2 separate regions of the Mus musculus genome follow, and region 2 is linked to region 1. The links are chromatin contacts, called in public HiChIP or PLAC-seq maps. All regions are on one chromosome and are shown on one strand. Each heading gives the region's core, a stretch centred on a gene start, on an enhancer-like site or on the middle of the called end of the contact. The rest is flanking DNA. Distances are from core to core; before and after follow the strand shown. Region 1 holds the start of Npy2r (neuropeptide Y receptor Y2). Region 2 has its middle 14 kb from the start of Gm29999.

Evidence for each region. HiChIP or PLAC-seq counts read pairs in DNA pulled down with a chosen protein or histone mark.
Region 2: an H3K27ac HiChIP or PLAC-seq map of neural progenitor cells shows a contact between it and region 1, with 4 times the contacts expected there. The contact joins the enhancer-like site here to the promoter of Npy2r in region 1. A contact is called at or near these places in 8 of 484 Hi-C or Micro-C datasets (cerebral cortex, forebrain, nephron progenitors and 1 more), 2 of 115 datasets of contacts at active chromatin or transcription factors (SST interneurons and neural progenitor cells) and 1 of 9 other capture datasets (embryonic stem cells).

Annotation. Positions count from the first base shown.
Region 1 is chr3:82,543,512-82,550,858 of GRCm38.p6, forward strand. Npy2r (neuropeptide Y receptor Y2) reads right to left here and starts at 4,574. Exons shown (of 2, transcript NM_008731.3): 1 at 4,326-4,574.
Region 2 is chr3:82,647,047-82,654,525 of GRCm38.p6, forward strand. No RefSeq gene overlaps it. Among named protein-coding and RNA genes, the nearest start is that of Gm29999, 14 kb to the right of the region's middle. Within about 2 kb of position 5,360, at least 20 of the 459 cell types and tissues checked have an H3K27ac peak or open chromatin away from gene starts, as enhancers often do. A contact at or near this core is called in SST interneurons, forebrain and neural progenitor cells, where this site is marked.

The DNA of each region.
Region 1 (7,347 bases), core at 3,324-5,823:
CCTCAGTTGACAAGGATGCACCTAGTCTTGCAGAGGCTAGATATGCCTGAGCTGGTAGATGTCCATGGGAGGCCTCCTCTTTTCTGGGGAGAAGAGATGGATGGGGGATCACGTGAGAGAGGGAGACGGGGAGGAGAGAAGAGGAGGGAGAGGACATTGTGATCCAGATGTAAAGTAAATACATAATTCAGTCAATAAAAATTCTGAGAAAAACTGGGTGATATAAACGATGTAAGAACCAGTTTTCTCTTAGAAATGATGAAGTTTTCAGAAATATTTAGGGAAACTGATGTTAAAGTTTCCTAATATGATATGATGCCATAACATATAAAGGCTAAAAGAAAACAGATCCCCCAACTAGGCTGCCTCTCTTTCTCTCTCTCCCTCCTGTCTCTTATCATCATTGATACTGCACTGGTTTTGTTTGGCTCAGTTTCTAATCATCATTATCCTTAAAGCCATGCATCTTATTTCTAATTTTCCTTCCTCTTCTTTTTCTGCTGCTTTCATTTGTCAGTTCATTAGCCTAACAGGCAAAGCCATGGGCAATTCACCATGGTGGTACTGTATCATTTCCTGGGACACACATTCAACAAGCCTTTGTAAATCTGTATCCTGAAGGGAGACTCCTGCTGGGTGTTAAAACATAAGGCAACGCCTCTTCTAGAGTGCTTAAAATAATATATTTGCTTTGACTATGAATTCCCTGTTAAGTGTATAAAAACACCTAGATTCAATAAACTAGTGATGATACCTAGTGAATACACTCACAAAAGACTTCTGCAGTTAATTCATAAGATCTTTTAATGATGTTTTTAATCAGCCATAAGAGCATCTACTACCATTGGTAGATGAATCACACTTATTGAGCTCACAACCCATGCTGGCTGGCCCCATTGCCCCTGCTCTACTTCCCACCTTTCCTGCCTCTGTCCTATTCTGAACCACTGAGCTGCATAAGACCCTCCCTCACTTTCAGGCTCCCACTTAATCAGGATCCTGGTTGGGTTGAATCAATGCAAGGCACTGGAAGGAGATTACAAAGCAGGAGGCTTGCGGGGAGTTGGCTCAGTGAATAAAGAGCTTGCCCTGCAAGTGGGGAGATATGAAAAGAGCCCATGTACAGCTGGAAGCTTAGTGCACAGCTATAATGCAGCTACTCTGACAGACAGGAGAACTCTCAGAAGCTTATGGGTCAGGCATCCTGGTGGATGTAGAGACCCAGTCTCAAAAAGAATCAAGGTGATGAGTAAAAACCTTGGCCTGAAGTTGTGTCCTCACCCCTGTATGTATGCTATGTCATACCTGCACTTGCACACATGGATGTATGCATACATACATACATATCCTAATAACACATTATATATGCCCTATACACATTCATATATACCTTACACATACATACATACATACATACATACATACATACATGCAAGCATACATACATACATACCCTAAGTACACATCACATATGCCCTACACATACATACATACATACACCACACCTGCACACATACGCACATACACCACACCCATACTAGCACACACTTATACATATGAACATGCATGCACACGTGTACACATAAAGCTACACACATACACACACACACTATACATGTATAAATAAGTTTAAAGAGAAAGCTGCGTGGAGAGAAAGCAAAAGGAAGGAAAAACCAAGGCTTCTCCTTCCTCTCTCTGTACCCTGGGTAGCCTCGGCAGCTCCTCTGTGGCCTTGATTACCACAGGGTAGACCCCTTGTGATGGTTTCCGGTGGATGGAGGTGTTTTGCGGGCCTAGGTTACACTGCCTAACTTTTCTATCTCCCTTAGGTTTAAGGTAGTAACAAGGTGTTATTCTTGTAATCTCAAATTGGCCTAACTTTCAGTCTTCATCCCCCCACCTCTTATATAACCATCTCTGTTCGTGGACTCCTTCGCATCTACAGCCCTGAATGGAATTTTTTGATTCATGATATGCTCAAAACACATCTTAATTTGCTTTCTCACTAAAGTAAACCTCAGCTCCTTACTATGGCACTCAAGGCTTGCCGACATCCCTGCAGACACTCTGTCCTGATTCTCCTTGACATCTCAATACACATCTGCTGCTCTGTCATACTGAATGGCTACCAAGTTGAGAACACCCCAGGCTTCCCCATGTGGTGAACTGAGGACTCTGCCGTTCTTCCGGTCATTCAGAAGGTTCATTCTCCCTTTAATCACTGCCCACAGTGTGACTGTTCCAGTTTACCAACCTAGGACAGCCATCTCTAAAGACCTTTTGTTTAATCTCACAGTGCACCCTCTGGTACAGTAAAGCTACTCAATTATTGGACAAAACCAATACAAAGCTAAAGGAGAATACAATTTTATTAATAACTACTGCCACCTTTTTAATACAAAGTATAATTTCAATTCCCTTCTTGAATAAATGTAAAAACACAAAGGATTCCTTGCCTTGCTATAGCAGCCTCAGGTTTGTTTGCTTGTTCTTAGTCTGGTACTTGCTACTTGCTTCTTCAAGAAGGTTGCCCTAAGACCCTATTAAATCAGTTCCTGATTACAACCTCTGAAATCGCCTGTCAGTATGCTCCACATAGAATTCTTTTTCTCAAATGCTCATATCTCCCCTGCCCCTGCGCTACACACACACACACACACACACACACACACACACACACACACACACTCACACACACACTTCTAGGGGCCTGGGAACTTTCTGTGTGTTTTCCTTTGTTGCTATACTGGTCCATTCTATACAAGTCAACATAGATTTCAAACAGAACGTTCCAGGGATACCAGCCCCACTGCCCATTATGAAAACATGGCATTTGAACCCTGGCCCCTTTGATTGGCTGTCCCATTTTCCCTAAGCTAAGAGACTGACTTCATGGAGCAGTTACTCAGACCATCCACGGCAACCAGAGTTGAGCAGACTTGCAAAAGTTGCACCCACGAGCTGAGTGTAAGCACAGATTTAAGGGCACTGGGAAGAGAAGCGCATTTGATTTATTGACTACTTCCTTTTTTTTCTTTTCAATCACATTTTCTTCCCTCTGAAATCCTTTCGCTGGAGTCTTACAGCTCCTCTGCAGGAATGGCTATCGATCTGCAAGCTATTACCCTGTGAACACTCTGAGCTGCATGCAGGCACAGTACTAGCCCTGGGCTGGGCAAAGCACTACCCAGGACACAGAATGTATCATTCACAACAGCACTTCTGGAAAAGTAGGAGAGTGAAAGAGAACGTGAGGGTAGACACTGCCACGCGTGACACTCCTGAGGCCCCCAGTCAAACCAGAAAGAGGCAAGGGGGAGAGCCTTTCCTTGAAACAAGGCAAAATGAGACATTCAGGTTATTCAAGAAATTCAAAACTCTGAATAGCGCTGTTCTCTTGAACAGGTGCCCCTTGACTGAGTTTATTACAGAAGCAGTCAGTGTAGAAAGGGAAATGATGCTTTTTTCCTTCTGACGCTCTAGGTGCTTTCTTTAATAAGCCAGAAACCTTCTCCTGCTTTAACTACATGCTGAAATCACTGGAATTGCAAGTTATTTCTGAGATAGAGTCACTCCAGGTGGGCAAAGTGTGACATCCCTGTCTAGCCCTCCTTCCAGTATTGTTTTCCCAGGGAAAACCCCCAAGTTCCATGCTACAAACTATAGTTGCCTGCACCTGTTGGATCTCCTGTGAGGGGAGATGCGGTCTTTAACACTGCAACATACAGGGCATTATTGTTTGCCTAAGTAGAGATGGATGGATCATCTGAAAAGTCAGCGAATGCTTCTCTTTCCTGTATTTGTGCTTCCTGTCTTTGACAGTAGTGTAGTCTCTTAAATGACACTGGGATTTTAATGACTAGTCTCTACTAAGAATGACATTTAAATATTACTGCCCCACCACCACCACCACCATGCCACACAACCACAGACTTCTACTAGTAGGTGACCCCATCTTGGGGAAATGAATGGAAGCCTAAATAAATCTCTATTTTTGAACAGCCTTAGAAAACCCTACATGATCTTGCACTTCAGAAAGTGCTTGAGTTTTAAAGAGGGGGCAAAGTCATATCTTACTGTCTCATACTGTAGCGCTCAATCAAGGAACAGTCTATAACCTTCAGCAGAAAAGAAAAAGTCCAGCAAAAGAAGAAAAGCGAAGTGGTACTAGCCCACCTAGTTCCAGTGTTCCACTTAATGCCTGGAGGGGTGGGCGGCTCCCCTTCGGAACACATCCCCATGCCCTCTTACCCCTGACAGGACCCGGGGCTCCTCTAGGGCTGTTCATGATCTCAGAAGGAGAACTGGAGTTTGAACTTACTTACTGTATTGACTCTTGCGCGTTCCTTCTCAGATGAGGAATCCAGGAATTTCAAGCAAGGGATTATCTAAACAGCCAGTCTGGAGACAGTCCTGGGAGGCACCCAAAGCAGGTCCGATTTGGTGTGAGCCAGCAAGTGAGATCAGAAGCAGGAGCGGCAAAGCGGAACAGCTGCAATGCTGTGCCTGCTCGGCTTCTCGGTGGACCTCTAAAGCCACTCGATCAGGGACCCCGCACTGCACAGCTCAGAGCCCCGGGTAGGAGTGGGTGGGGAGGGAGGAGGATCGGAGATAGAAGTGGAGAGAAACGCCGCCCTGGAAGGAAAGGACACAGGTAGGGGAACTGCGGAGCGAGGGAGTGAGGCAGATAAGTTCCCCGTAGTCAGAGACTGGAGATTAGTGTCCTCCAACCTTAGTTGCACGCTATGCAGCGTAGCGCCTCATCGTTCCTCGCCACCACTCCCTGCAGCTGCTATTCACTCCACTTAGGAGTTCACCTAATCTGCAGAGAAAAGTGCAGGGCAGTGGCGAACCCCGATGCAGGGAGGGAGCTGTGGTCCCTGGCTATGTGAACAGCGACAGACACCTCAGGCTTGCGGGTGTGGGCTGGAGAGAGGTTCCACACTTGGGGTGGAGGGGCAGAATCCCACTCTGGGCTAGGAGTTTCCTTGTGTAAAAACCAAGGAGGAGAACGAACTCCTCGCAGAAGCTGGATCCCAAGGACAAACAGCCAGCGCGCCCTGCCACACAGCGCAGGCACAGGAACTGTGGTTAACACGAGTCCAGTGCCTGGGGGACGGGAGCAGCAAAGCCCTTAACAGGTGTCCCTGGAACCCTGCGCCTTCAGATCACAAGCCCAGGTGTCCCAGCGGAACACTGGCAAAACTGTCCCTCGGGAAGAACGTAGAGAACAGCAGTGGGTCGTAAAACAGTCTTTCTTTGTCCAATTAGTTGACTTCAAAATTCTTCGCCTTTAGTTCTTGCACCATTCGAGATTTCGAGAGAGCAGGGAGACCATGCCTCGGGAAATGTTCCTCAGGAGTGAAGCCCGAAGGCTGAAAGAGGACATGCAGGACTTTCAGTCACGCTAGAGGGCTGTTTCAACCTTACCCTGCAAACTCTTCATTCACCAGCAGTCTTTCCAGAGGTTTGCTACAAGTCTCTTTTCCTTCAGATTTTAAAGGGGGCAGTAGAGACTTGAAAGCCAGGAAGCCAGGCTTGTCTTAACCACCGTGTCTCTCAGAGCTGCACAAGTCACCTCGCTGCATTGGATCACTCTTCTTGTTGTTTTCTTTTCTTTCTTTCTTTTTTAATTTATAAAATAAGGATGGCCACATTAGTTCTCAGAATGTCTCTGAAGGATACAAAACAATGATTCGATTTAGATTAGGTGTCTCGAAAAAAAAAAGTTATACTTAACCTATTTTTAAAAGACAAGTACTCCCCCACGTAGTAATAATTACTCCTTTATTGGGAAATGGATTTTCAGTCCCGTGGCCACTGAAAGTCACACACCCTAATTATAGGTCATAAGAAGTATAGAATCTGATATCAATCTTCAATTCATGTGACATCATGCTAAAGAAGCTACCTATAAAACAGTGTTTCGTGGGCCTTTCAATTACCAGTACATAAAAGGCAGCAGGCCTGCGAGAAGCCATGATGTTTTACACACTCTGCTTAAAGTCCTTTTTGTAAGCATTTTTTTGGTTTAGGGAAGTATCTCTTGTTCGCACATATGCTTTCAGTTGAACAGATTCCTTTTTTAAAAAAGAGACACTGGGGAATGAGTAACTCCTGTGGCCTCACAAGAGCTGGGAATTGCTCTGCCTCTGAGCTTCAGATTCATACTTTTTTTCTGTTTTTGGTTTTTTTGCTTTGTTTGAGGACTGCATCTTACTAAGTTGCCCAGGCTGACCCAGTGTTCTCTATGTAGCCCAGGCAGGCCTTGAACCTACTTAACCTCCCTAGGAGTCAGTGTTGCAGGCAGCACCATCAGGTTCAGCTCTCTGTGCTTCTTAATATTGGGACGGTGAAGGAAGGACTCTGTGTGTCTAACAAGTTCAACTTTTGAAAACTGACATAGAAGCAAATGACCAAAACAAATCTGATGAGCAGGGTTGCTGAACATAATAGTTTTGGAGGATTTTAACCTATTTTTCAAGCAGTGATTGCACAAAACACTCTTCTCTCATAGCAATGATTAACAAAGGCTTCTAAGCGGCCCTTTCTGAAAACTGAACTCACTTCCTTATAGGCATGCCAGCGTCTTAAATGATTCACATGCTCCATACCCCTCTGATCTGTAACTCCAATAATAACAAAGAACACAGGACTTAAGTCTTTCAATAAAGTACAGATTGGATGAGAAGCTGATCTGGGAGGTGAAAGTCCTTCCACCGTGCAGCACACTATCGACATAGCTATGCCAACTTATGACACTGCACAGTCCGGTTCTAAGGAAAGGCCTTTAAGGCACACATGTTACAAGCTATAGGAACAATGAACAGCTCTGAGGAAGGACCCTCAGCCTGTGAAGCTGCTGAATTAATGATAGTCTAAATGGAAACAGGACAAGATTATCAAACCAGATTCCTCTCTTGATGAGTAGTTCAGTTCTTTGGGCAATTCCATACCTTTCCAGAATAGATGCCAACTCTTCTACAGATAGGGAGAAGATAGAAACCCCCAAATGCCTACATAAGTAGAGCCAGCAGTAGCTGTGTGCTCCCAGGCTAGGTCGAGGAAGAAAGCAGAAAGTGGTAAGAATGTACACAGCCTAAGAAATACATAGCACATAAAGGAACTGAAGAAATACATAGCACACAAAGGAACTGAAGGCAGAGGCCTGTTCTCAGGTTCCAATAAGATGACCTACAAAAACTACATTTAATATGGTTAGATCTCTCTCTCTCTCTCTTTTTTTTTTAAAGAAACAAAACTTGTATTCTTAAAAACTTAGACCAGTGAGACGGCTCAGTAGGTTATGCAGGTATCACCAAACCTAACAACCTGAGTTAGACCCCT
Region 2 (7,479 bases), core at 4,110-6,609, 100 kb after region 1:
TGTTTGCTTTGTAAAAAATTTTATTTTTGAAATATTTATACATGTATACAATTCATCTTGATCATATCCACCCCTTATTCCCACCTGCCCCAGGATTTATGTATCATACTTTTCTTTCAACTTCATGTCCTTCTTTTACAGTGCTTGAAGTATATTTGTTTTCTACTCATTAAGTCCAGTTGGTGATCTCCATCCAGATGTACATAGATATCTGGTCATCCTCTATGGCATGGGGGAACCTACCAGCAGACACACTTCTAAAGGAAAGTAAATCTCTTTTTCCTAGCAGCCATCAACTGTCACTAGATCTCAGCTATGTGTAAGACGTCATAAACCCCTTCTTTCTACAGTAGAACTCATAAGTACCTGAATCTTAGATGGATCTTTCAAGCTTTGCTCGCTACTGTTGAGAGCTTGTATGTACCAGAGCCCTGTCATGGTAAGAGGACAGTGATTCACAACAGTCCCGCACATCCGCCAGATCTTCTATGCTTCCAGGCTCCTCTTCTGTAGTGTTTCCTGAGTCCTGCAAGAGGGGTTGATGTAGGTGACTGTGCAGGCCTGACTCCTCACAACTACTTATTAATTCTCATTTCTTTGAACAGCAGCATGTCTCTACGTTAACCACTACCCACTAAACCTAGAATCTTCTCTGAGCAGAGTTAGGATCTGCACAGATCTGTGGATACAAAAATTAGTATCTGAAAAACCATTTGACAACATGGATTCTTAGGAAAACAACATCATGTCCAACTGGACACTGTTTGCTGTAATACCAACCTGCCAGGTAAGATGTGCCCATGGGCACAATGTTGGCTAAACTTTACAGGGATCACGAGCTGATTGCAGTTAAGGTACTGTCTTAGTCAGGGTTTCTATTCCTGCACAAACATCATGACCAAGAAGCAAGTTGGGGAGGAAAGGGTTTATTTGGCTTACTCTTCCATACTGCTGTTCATCACCAAAGGAAGTCAGGACTGGAACTCAAGCAGGTCAGGGAGCAGGAGCTGATGCAGAGGCCATAGAGGGATATTCTTTACTGGCTTGCCTCTCTTGGCTTGCTCAGCCTGCTCTCCTATAAAACCAAGACTACCAGCCCAGAGATGGTCCCACCCACAAGGGGCCTTTCCCCCTTGATCACTAATTGAGAAAATGCCTTACAGTTGGATCTCATGGAGGCATTTCCTCAACTGAAGCTCCTTTCTCTGTGGTAACTCCAGCTGTGTCAAGTTGACACAAAACTAGCCAGTACAATTGACCCCTTGTCAACTTGACACACAAACACATCACTAGTAAGCCTCAACCCTTAATTTCTTATTCATCCCCAAGATCTAAACAACTTTAAAAGTCCCACAGTCTTTACATATTAAAAGTCAATCCCTTTAAAATGTCCAGTATCTTCTAAAATCCAAAGTCTTTTTACAATTAAAAATCTCTTAACTGTGGGCGCCACTAAAATAGTTTCTTCCTTCAAGAGGGAAAATACCAGAGCACAGTCACAATCAAAAGCAAAAGTCAATCTCTAACCATCCAATGTCTGGGATCCAACTCACAATCTTCTGGGCTCCTCCAAGGGCTTGGGTCACTTCTCCAGCCATGCCCTTTGTAGCACACACATCGTCCTCTAGGCTCCAGATGCCTGTACTCCACTGCTGCTGCTGCTCTTGGTGGTCATCTCATGGTACTGGCTTCTCCAAAACACTGCATGACCCATTCAGTCCTGGGCCGTCAATTGCAACTGAGGCTGCACCTTCACCAATGCCTTCCATGGCCTCTCACAGTGCCAAGCCTCAGCTGCTCTGCGTGACCCCTTCATGCCTTCAAAACCAGTACCACCTGGGTGACCCTTACACATTACCAAGTCCCACTGCAGCAGGAGTACAACCTTGGCTATCTCTGGAACACAGCCTCTTTGTGCTTTCAGAAAACACTTCCCAGAAGATGTCACCTCAATGATGCTGGTCTCTTCTTAATCACCGCTAATTTCTTAGCTCCAGCTAACCAGCATCAATAGTCCCAGTAATGCAAAGTTTTTGCTTTGGTAGTTCTGGTATCTTGTTAATCACAGCTGATTCTTCAGCCCCAGCTAACCAGAACTACAGAATCCTCACAATCAAGGTAACAATGGCCCTGAAAAGAGTCTTTAATTTTCCCTCTGAAATTTCACAAACCAGACCTCCATCTTCTGCAGTGTTCTCAATATTATCTTCCAAGCTCCTACACAACATCCGACAGAGCTCTTAACAACGGATGGATCTTCAAGCCCAAAGTTCCAAAGTCCTTCCACAGTCCTCCCCAAAACATGGTCAGGTTGTCACAGGAATACCCCACTCTGCTGGTACCAATTTGTCTTAGTCAGGGTTTCTATTCCTGCACAAACATCATGACCAAGAAGCAAGTTGGGGAGGAAAGGGTTTATTTGGCTTACTCTTCCATACTGCTGTTCATCACCAAAGGAAGTCAGGACTGGAACTCAAGCAGGTCAGGGAGCAGGAGCTAATGCAGAGGCCATAGAGGGATGTTCTTTACTGGCTTGCCTCTCTTGGCTTGCTCAGCCTGCTCTCCTATAAAACCAAGACTACCAGCCCAGAGATGGTCCCACCCACAAGGGGCCTTTCCCCCTTGATCACTAATTGAGAAAATGCCTTACAGTTGGATCTCATGGAGGCATTTCCTCAACTGAAGCTCCTTTCTCTGTGGTAACTCCAGCTGTGTCAAGTTGACACAAAACTAGCCAGTACAGGTACTCTCCATGGTAGGGATTTCATGCCTGGTATGGTAAACATAGTCAAAACACAGAGCTAGGGAACCTCTTTGCTTTTTAAGAAACATCACTCATTTAATTTAGTTTAAATTAGAGAATGAAAAGTCATTTTGAAGAAGATGATGTTAAAAACTTTGAATCAAGCCAGTCTTTCTAAGCAAATATTCCCCCACTAGACTGCACCTCTAACCCTGAAAGCAATCTATGGGAATTTGAAACAAGGCCTGTGACAGCAATAAACAGGCAAAGAGTCCAGGGACTCTTTGAGGCCACCCAGTAGCCCAACTCTGTTTCACTGAATTACTGTTTCCATATTTGTTTACTGTACTGGATTTTTATGGGCCTTCACACATGAATGATACAGCCAACTGAGTTAAGGATATTTGCTAGATCCTTTGTCCCATTCCCAAGTTACTAAAGACGGACTACTACTAGTCCAGCCCTGAGCAGCTGAGGGTTTGAAGAGTGTATTAAAGACTCCTGATCAGAAGCTGTAGATATCTCTGAGCAGCAAAGGTTAGTTGTAATGTAAATGACTTCTGGTTACTCCATTTCTACTCAAATGGGGCTTCTTTCTGTCCTGTATTATAGAGAAGTCATAATGTCTGCCTAATACCACAGTTTTATCCTCATCATTGTACAGGAAGCTCATCAGTCACTGAGCTCTCTGCGCTCAGAGACATCATGTCCCTCCTCCTGCTCCCTCCCATTATTGCATATCTGAAGATTGTGGCATTAATAGGGCTCATTTTATACCAGGAAATCAAACTTCCTGAGAATGGCAATAACATAAACAAAGAGAACCTATGTATATATACATTTGTGACATCATGGGCCGCGTGAAAGGGTCCCAGAGCGCCCTCAGATGCACAGTAGACTGCACCTTTTGAAGAGTCAACTTTCATTGTTCAGTTTTTTTCCTCTCAGCTGTTTTCAGAGTAAAATAGATTCTCATGAAAGAAAAGAACCGGGACTAAAAGCAAAGAGTAGCTGCTACGCAGTTAATGGGGGGGGGGGGGGGGACAGGGAGCTGATATATGACATCACATATCAAATTATATCAGTTTTCTCAGACTTTGTTTAATTATGCCTGAGTCTTCACAAAGTAGAGTTGGGAGGTATTATTTCCATATAGATCTTGTGGGATAAGGAAGACTAAGTGTCTCTGATGGCTGTTCTTGGTTGTCAACTTTACTAATCTGTAATTATCTAAACCCCAAGCATCTGGGTACACCTGTGAGAGAGGTTCATGACTGAATCATTTGAAGTGGAAAGACTCACCTAAATCTGGATCTTTTGAGGTGGAAAGGTCCTTCTTAAATGCAGGCCACATGTTTCTGCTGGCAGCCTATATAAAGGACATGACAGAAGAAAATTCTGGCTCTTCGCATGTTGCCTTCACTCTCAGTGGCTGCTGCATTGGTTCACATTGCAATTCTTTGCTGGTCATCATTGAGTTTCACTGATGCTCATCTTCAATGATGATGGTCTGATATGAGTTCACCTTGCTTTCTTCACAGATCTTTACTTGTCTTGACTTTGTAAAGAGAAATGCACCAAAGAACTGGTGATGTTCTAGCAGCTTCTCGCCACTACTATGGACTCTGGCCAATCCTTGGAGCTTTGAGGTTTCTTCTGAATTGAACCATGGCTGCTGATTTGTGTTTGGTGACACTCATGAATTGGACTGCTAATATCCTTACAATGATGATCAGAATGCCCCAAAGAACTACTTCTCAACAGGTCCACTTCTACTAACCTTTCTTCCTCCCCTACCTTTAGTTGATGGGCTATAAGAGAGGTCAAAGCATTTAACAACCTTTATTAAAGTAAGTTTTGAAAAATATAAGCCTACATCCAGCATCATGAATTCAATAACTATTGGATTCATGGACACTGCATGGAGTGAAGGCATTGTCAGAAGTGTCGTCCATGTACTTTAATACATCAATGAACATCTAGAATGCATTCACACAGCAAGTAATATACTTGACTGCTAGAGTTACATGTGGGATACCCAGAGACTCTCAGTAGTGGCTTCATGAGATGTGAAATGATGCAAAGGACACTGTGTGAGGAAGTGGATTCTAGAGCTGGAGACAGATATGATGAATCCTGAGCACATCTCCTTGTGATTCAACATAGGCAAGAATTATACATAGGATCACTGTCTATATGTGCATTTTTCCTCTTTTCATTTCCAAGACTCAAAAATGGTGGTTGATGTACCAAATGTTTACTGATGTTTTCAAAATTAGCATTTCCACAATTTCAGCAAATTTGCATTCAATAATTACAGTACTGCACTCTTTCTAATTGATAACTAGTAAGATTTCATTTTACTGGGAAACAAAGCAGCAAATGGACCATACCCACTTGAATTCTTTTTTTTTCCCTAGATCTGGCTCTTTTAATGAACCTCAAATTGTTCTTTTTTCCGGGCAGCAGTCATGGGTTTCCTGGCAACAGCCATTTGGGTTTCCAGGTATTTTAAAGCTTAGATTCTAAAATTCCTGAAGGAGAGTCCTACACAGCTGCAGGATGCACACAGTGGCTGGTTCACAGGACAGCCTTCTCCCCTACATCAACTGTTTCTACAAAAGCAACTGTGTCTTAGCCTTGCATTTACTTATCTGCATTGCTGAAAACACCCAAGTTGTTTCTGTTTTATGGTAATTTCCAAAAGCAAAAGAACAAATGTGTTGCCAAGGAGATGCTGTAGAGAGGAAAGAGGAGTAAAGATGCCCGTATCTGAGCATCTGGTATGTTCCCTGCTCCCGTTCCCCACCCACAGAAATTTACAGCAGCTTCCCAGAAAGGCTGAGATAGCATGAAGACATTGCTCAGTTATCCATGGTCCTCAGATCAGATTTATGCCAACTCACCTCCATCCAGACACTTGACATATGATTTAAATAATTTCTTTGATGGTATAAAAGACCTACTAGGATGAGGAAGCAGCTGTTACAGCTTCACTGAACACATAGAAGACAATTCCGTTAGTGTCATAGGGAGATGGCAAGGAACATGGGGGAAGCCTTTTGGTTTCCACAAGAGTTATCTGGCAGTGTCTAGAAAAGCATGCTTTAGCAACACTGTGTCCGAGAAGATGACAGAGGTCCTCTACAGCCACCAGACCTCAGTGTCTTCTTATAACTGCTGTTTAACTTCTTTAACAGCTGTTTAAATAATTTGTCTTTGTTCTCCATTATTGAAAACCTGAGATTCCTAGGGACAGCGAAACACACTAGTAATATCTTATTATATAACAAAGGTGAAGAATTTTATTGGGAATCCAATGGATGACAGAGATATAAAAAATAATGAAACCTGTTCTTACAGCTCATGGGAAGGCAGAGTCTTTGTCCAAAGCAGCCCAAAACAGCGTATTCACAGGCAGATGTGAAGACACAATCCAGAAGTAAAACCAATGATCTTGATAAATGACTTGTCTCCAATTTCAGATCAATGACAAGGCACAAGTGACAGACTAGACATAGATTGAGAATAAGGAACACTGCACACAATGACAGCTAGAAGTGTACAGTATCAAAGCTATAGAGTACCTTGGACTTATCATTACATGTGTCAGTGGGCCAGACTTTGACCATACTACTCATTGTCAATCAGGAGTGACATATAAGTGTTTTTATAAATCTAGTCACACATAAAATAATCCTATTTTTGTCTTTTCAAAGTTTCACATTATCAAGTTGGGTTCTGATGGGTCAGGACTATTAGAGACTAAAGCAATTAAAATTGTACACTCCCATGATGCGCCAATTCAGACTTGAGACTGAGTAGACTGAGAAACGGGCGTGTTTTGCTGTTCTGTGCTCATTAGTTATTTTAGGAGCAGCATTGGGAGTCCTTACTTCAATAGCTCAGGGTATTGGCAGCATGCTTGCCACCACTCAGGATTATCTCTACTGCTGTTAAGTGAATTTTCAATAGAAAATTAAGCTTTTCAAAAGAAAAGGCACTGCCTACTTTTAAAGTTGATTGGGCTATCATACACTAGCCTGCCAGCCACTCTGTTTATCCTCCCTGTGATGTGAACACAGCAATTGCATACTATGGACTATTATGGATTCTCATGCCCCTCACAAATCACTCCCCTAAGAGAACTTATGCTGCTAGATTTATAACTGTAGGTAAGGGCCTCAAAGGTACCAGACTGAGTCTTCAAGGACTATTATCTATATTTTTTTAACTTTTCAATTTTTTTAAAAAAATAAAATAAACATACATTTAAAAAAGGTCACAAGATTTTTGAAAGAAATGAACCTTTTAGTGAATGTATACATTAAAGAACTTGTGGATTAGCGGAATGGTTTTGCCCTGAGGCTATTCAAGGTGTTAGGGTGATGGTACTTGAAATGTATGAAACCCTCGTGATTAGTCTCTCATGATCTAAGGAGTGATATAATTATAGGTGTGCTTTAGCCTGAAAAAGAGAAACCACATCAATTCTGAGAAGACTAAGGTCCTTCACTTAGCCACATCAAAATACTTATGCCTGCAAAGGATAGCTAAATGTAAAGATATGTATATTTAATATTGAAATTATATGGCAATGCTAAAAGTTCTGCAAAACTCTGGTTATAGCTTGGTGTGTCCGCGCTTCAGTGTATTCTCCGGTAACCACTGTACCACCAGGGAGAAGATGAGGCTTGTACAGATGTGACTTTTACCAATGAGTTTCAAAGAGCTTT